Linked DNA regions of Gossypium hirsutum: region 2 is linked to region 1. The links are chromatin contacts, called in public Hi-C maps. All regions are on one chromosome and are shown on one strand. Each heading gives the region's core, a stretch centred on a gene start, on an enhancer-like site or on the middle of the called end of the contact. The rest is flanking DNA. Distances are from core to core; before and after follow the strand shown.

Region 1 (2,890 bases), core at 106-2,605:
TTTTAGTTTAAAATTTAAGTGTTTAGCATTACTGTAAAAAAGTACTTTTGAAAAATAAAATGTCAATTTTAAACATATTATTATCAAATAAGAAATATGCATTTAAATAATATTTAAATTAGTTAATATTATTATATTTTAGTAAGAATATAAAAATATTATTATAACTTCTTGTTAATATCTTAATATATAAAATATAAATTTTAAAATTTTTAAGTAATAAATATTAATTATTTGTAAAATTTAATTAGAATATATAAACTATATTTTAAATATTTAAATATAATTATTAAATATTTGTAATTAGTATTTTAAAAATATTTTTTTATTTTTAATTAATGATTTTAACACATTTGTAATTACGTACTAAGAAAAAAAGAGAAAGTACTATGTTATTGGAGGGGTGAAAAAATAATTAAGCACTAAAAGTGCTTTTGGGGAGGAAAAGCTAAAAATTTTAACTTCTCCTCTTCAGAAGTGCTTTTGAAAAGCACATCTGAAAAGCTAAAAATTTCAACCAAAAGCAGCTTGTTCTGCACAGCTTTTCTTACAGAAGTGCTTTTGGAGCCAGAAGTGCTTTTGAAAAGCAATGCAGAACTGGCCCTTACTAAACTTCATTAAGCTTACTTGTATTGTTTAATGTCCTTGTAGATTAATGTGAGGTCGGGAGATCGGATCAACACATCAAGCCACATTATCCAACTTATTCTAGTAGTCTTTGAAACGTACACTATGATTTATATGGTATGTATAGCGTTGGTGTGTATTATGAATGATAATTTGTTCACATATAAAACTTAAATATGTATGTGTAGTATTTTAATAAAAAAACTAATTTAGAGACTAAAAAAAAATTAAATAATTAAAATAATTTTTTAAAAAAAAATTGGATGAAGAAATAAACTAGTTAATATCAACATACCTTTAACGCATTCTTTGTGTCATTTATTGTCAATGAATTTTCTGGATTTTACCCGCAGATTAGAACTAGTTTTGTCTTTTCTTTTTTTGATAGTTTTGAATGAAAGGGTTTTGATGGGTTTTATTTTTTGTTGCTTAGAAAGGGGTGATTACTACAATTTGATCTATTAATAAAACCCATCTTTTCTGATTTAAATAATAGTAAAATTTATGGCGATTTTTGTACCATCTCACAAATCTTCCATTACTTCATTGGGAACCGATACGAGAGATGAGAAAATAGGAATCTTGTTATTTGCCTATTCGTGCATTAAGAACACTTGAAAGATGACTAAAGTCACCAACTTGTTAGCTATCTATATTTCACATGGCATTATTAAAATTGGCAAGTTGCAATGGGGCCAGAGATAGCAATTGTCTGGTCCAGCATCCACCTCCCCTCACCAACCTAACCTTCAACCCTACCAACATCTTTTGGATTAAGTAGTAACAAATACAGTGTCATTTAAATAAGATTCAAGCCAAATTCGGGTTTTATGAAATAAAAAATTATTAAATTTTTACTTTATGAATTAAAAAATTATTAAATTTTTACTTAAATTTGATTTAATTACTCTAAAGAAAATGAAATCTAATACGAGTAATGGATATAAAAAGTTTTAAAGTGTATTTGATTGAAAATTTTTAAATATTTTGAGAATTTTAAAATTTTAGTATTTTACAATTTATGAATTTAAAATGTTAGGATTGTAATTGCTTTGTTTGAATAAACAATTGATTTATAAAAATTTTAAATTATTAGAATTTTACAAATAAAAAATAATTATAAAAGAATAAGAATTATATTAATAAATAATATAAAAATTGATATAGATAGCATTATATTTTTAAAAATTTATAGATGGTTTTAATAAAAAAAACTTTAAAAAAGCATATATTATAGTCGCGCTAGTGGCATTTGTTGTTTGGGTTTTACCTTAATATTGCAATTCACCAAAAAATATATATTATGATTAAAAAATAATAAAATTTTAAGTTTAAACTTTTTATTTTATAATAGAATATGTGTATTAGATCAAATAAAATTATTAGGAATTTTTGAAAAACCACCTATATACATGAAATTTATAAAATAAATTTAAGCTATAAAAGTTTCTCTTAAAATTGGTCATAAATTTTAAGTTTGCTCAATATATTTACTTAAAAAATATATTTATTCGTAAAATTTTAAAAATCTCGACAAAAATAAATTTTTATATAAATTTCTCACCCAAACTTACTTTTATAGAAATTTTTTTCCAATCCCTTTATCGCTAAACTTGTTTATGCAACGCTCAACTTACAATGCGCCCCAAAGACGAATTTAAAACTACTAAAATTATTTAGTTTAATATTGTTGGTTATGATAAAAAAAAAATTGTTGTGGGTTACTCTATAAAATATAAATAGGGTCAGATTATTTCAGCGGAACAATAGATGGGATGCTCCTAGCGTGGGACGACAAACAAGACCAATAAATTTCTATAATTAGTGTCCAGTAGATGGGATGATTTTATTATTAGGATGTGCAGTTTTACATCTATATATTCAACCCTTCTGCCTACTATTTTTTGTCAACTCGTTTTACCTATTTTCCATTAAAAGGGTCTGTATGTGTTTTGGAATGAAAAACAGAAGCACCAAAACGATGCGTTACGAATATAAGCAAAATGGAGAGTTTTAGTTTTAATAAAACGATGCCTCTAGCATAGACCTGTAACTGCCTTTCAGTTATCGGGTTGTTACGGAACTGTTTTATTTTTCGCTTTTATTGTTTTAGCTGTAAGTGAAGGAGGGCAATCGGTACAATACACAAGATTTTCTTGTCTTTCTTCTTCCTCTCGTTCTAAATTCTAATTTTCTGGTTAGTCCCTATCAATATGAAGTCAGATAATTAAAGGATGTGACCAATTATTGATTATGTGCAACA
Region 2 (3,116 bases), core at 91-2,590, 220 kb before region 1:
TTTTGAAATTGGAATTGAATTTTTTAAAATTTACTAAGGACCGTATTGAATTCCTCTCACAAATTCTAAAGGTTTTTAATTAAAATAAGTTATTTTTTTATTTAATTTTAAAATTTTAAATCATTTTTAACTTAATTTAATTTTTGAATTTTTGGCATAAAAGGGTAGATATTTGGATATCCACATTTCGATTCTTGTTTTTGGAAAAGGGAAAATTAGACAAAAAAAAGTTAAATAAAAAATTTCTATTTCAGGTAATTATTTTTATAAAATAAAATAATATTGAAATTTGGTTTTTCTTTGAAAGTCCAATACTAAGGCCCACCTTTTGGTATTTACTAAAACTTAAGTTAGGTCCAATTCAAGTTAAGTTTAAAGTCCAAGTCTAGTCTGAAGCCCAAATTCATTTTAAAGTCCAAGTCCAACTCAAGCCCAATTTAAATATTTTCAAGCACAAGTTGTTTAGGTCCTTTTTGAAGTCCGGAATTGAGTCTTGACCCAAGTTAAGTCCAAGCCCGAAAGCCCATTTCTGTATCCAATTTTCGGGTTAGGGTTTTTAAAACCCTTTTTCTTTTTTTTTTTCTAACACGAGTCTGAATACAAAGAAAAAGTTGGTAACCAATTACAGTTGACAATAAACAGCATATGAAACGATTTTGTGATTAATGATAATTTGGAAAAAAGTATAACGATGAATCTGCAAACAATAAAAAACAGAATCCTAAATAAATAAGAAAATCAAGATACAAGAAAAAAGGGAAAGGGTTTTCCAAAGACAGTCTTCACGTTTTTTTTTTTGCTCTTTTGATACATGAATAAAAGATTTTTCTTTCCTTCTCAATTTTTGAAGAAGAAAAAAGGTGAAGGGTGGTTCCAAGGAGGCGACATCCTGAGTTTCAAAACTCTAGCCATGAGGAACAACCACCCTTACCAGATCCACAAAATAAAAGGTGTGAATTTTCAGACCTAAAATAACGAAAAGTGAAGAAAAAATTTATTTTTGAAACAGTTTTGAAAAAAGAAGAAATTTTTGGTTATTTGTTCCTTTTGATTTTTTTTTCTTTAAAGTTTGTTAGAAAGAAAAAGAAATCTTTTTCTCTGCAGTTTTCAGCCACCGCGTGTGGTGCTCTGACGTTGGAAATCAAAGATCCTTGGGTTCTTCAATAGTAGAGCCATAAAACAAATTTAAACAAAGCTGAGAGAAAAAACAAAGAGTGTTATTTGAAAATTGAAAGAAAAAAATAACAAAGTACATTTGAGTTTCAGGAATAAATAGTAGTGGGAAAGAGAAATTTGCAACCCAGTCCTCCGTGTTTTTAAATTATATTTTAGGCCTTTCGCCTTTATAAATTGCACAGGAGGTCCCCCGTGCTTATGTTTTTATTTCTTGGGACCTGCGCCTTGCACAATTGTAGGATTAGTCTTTGGATTTTTAATTTTATTCAAACCAAGAAAATTTCCAGTCAAGTCCCTCTTTTACATTTTTTAATTTTTAAAATTAAACCTTTTTATTTCTAATATTTTTTGAATTTATTTTTGCTTTTTATTTAATCTGATTTTTAAATTTCTAGAATTTTCTTTTTAAAAGGAATGATTGTTTGGTAAATAATAAAATTTGATTCTCTTTATTTGGAATATTTAAATTTATTTTAATTGAATATTTTTATTATGTATTTTAGTTGAATAATTGTGATCATTAGTGCATTAATTTTATTTTGGCATAATCTTTTCTTTTCTTTTTTTTTGCTATTTTCTTGTTATCATTTTGTGCTTCTGTTTACTGTTCTTATTACTTTTTGAAAATATTCTAAGAATTTTAGTAATTTTTTTAATGAAATTCTTATTTTAAAATTTAGATTTATTTATTTTAGATTTAATTCATTTAGAATTTTAGATTAATATTTATAAGTTGTTGTTCATTCGTTCCATGTATTGTTATAACAATTTTGTTTCTATGCTTGGGCCATTGTTTTGGGCCCCATACATGTTTTGATTAGACTGAGTGTGATCCATTTGATTATGGTATGTTTGACAAAATAGTAGCATGGGTCGACTAAGAGGCTTTAGTCTCTCAATTAATTTTCTTGAAGTGATTTGATCAGCATGGTAGTCTTTTTTTTTTATGCTTAAGGTGCTAATTTTTAGGGATAACTATTAGCTTTACTCAAGGAGCTTCCCAATCACTTATCAATTGTTTTAAAGGAAAATATTTTTCTATTTCCCAAGCTTATAAAACGACGTAGTCTTTTGAGAATGATCAAGTTTTAAGAGTTTATTTCTATTGAAGCTGTGTTGAACTTGTGTTTCATTCAACTTGTTTGTTTATTTTCTTGTTCGATTGTTTGCTTAGCTGACTAAGGTGGATGTAACACTTAGCTCAAGCACTGCTGAGTGACCATTTTGGGTTGTAGGATTGTTAATTCTTTATCGGGGTTGCATAGACATTCTTGGTGAAGAAGTTGTGAGCTTTAACTGATAGGGAAGAAGTGTATTCTTGTTTCATTTGGTAATTGAACAAAAGATCTAAGGGAGGCTTCACAAACATAAGGTTAATTGTGTTCTTTTACACTCTTATTTTTCTTTAGCTCTATTATTTTCATTCTAACTATCATTACAACAAAAAAATTGCAAAATTGTCTTATCATATCTATAGTCTAATTATTTTTCAATATCCTTAGATTTAATTTAAGTTTGGTAAAAAATTTAGATCTTCTCTAGATTTATTTAACTTTAGATTTTAGATGTTTAGGTTCAATTACATCCTATTTTAGAGTTTTTGAATTTTGAAATTCTCATATTTTAAATTTAGAGTTGGATTTGTTTCATTTTTAGCTCTAGAATTTAGATTTTAAGTTTTAATAAATTTAATTAGATTTTAGTTTAGAGCTGGATTTGTTTCATTTTTAAGTTGTAGAATTTAGATTTTAAGTTTTCATAGATTTCATTAGATGTTAATTTAGAAATTAGATTATGAAGATTTATTGGATTTAATTTTTAGAATTTAGATGTTGGATTTTGTTAGATTTCCAAAATTCATAGTTTTAATTTCGTTGGTTAATTATAGGTATTAAATTTTTTTCTAGTTTTAGAATTTTAAGTTATCATAGTATTTTAAG

The links. Hi-C and Micro-C count contacts between places; a contact is called where the count stands out from the background.
Region 2: a Hi-C map of leaf shows a contact between it and region 1, with 2.1 times the contacts expected there. The contact joins two enhancer-like sites. A contact is called at or near these places in 3 of 34 Hi-C or Micro-C datasets (leaf and petal).

What each region holds. Positions count from the first base shown.
Region 1 is chrA05:75,440,611-75,443,500 of Gossypium_hirsutum_v2.1, reverse strand. No RefSeq gene overlaps it. Among protein-coding and RNA genes, the nearest start is that of LOC121229878, 16 kb to the left of the region's middle. Within about 2 kb of position 1,355, at least 2 of the 9 cell types and tissues checked have an H3K27ac peak or open chromatin away from gene starts, as enhancers often do. A contact at or near this core is called in leaf, where this site is marked.
Region 2 is chrA05:75,662,710-75,665,825 of Gossypium_hirsutum_v2.1, reverse strand. No RefSeq gene overlaps it. Among protein-coding and RNA genes, the nearest start is that of LOC121229884, 94 kb to the right of the region's middle. Within about 2 kb of position 1,340, at least 8 of the 9 cell types and tissues checked have an H3K27ac peak or open chromatin away from gene starts, as enhancers often do. A contact at or near this core is called in leaf, where this site is marked.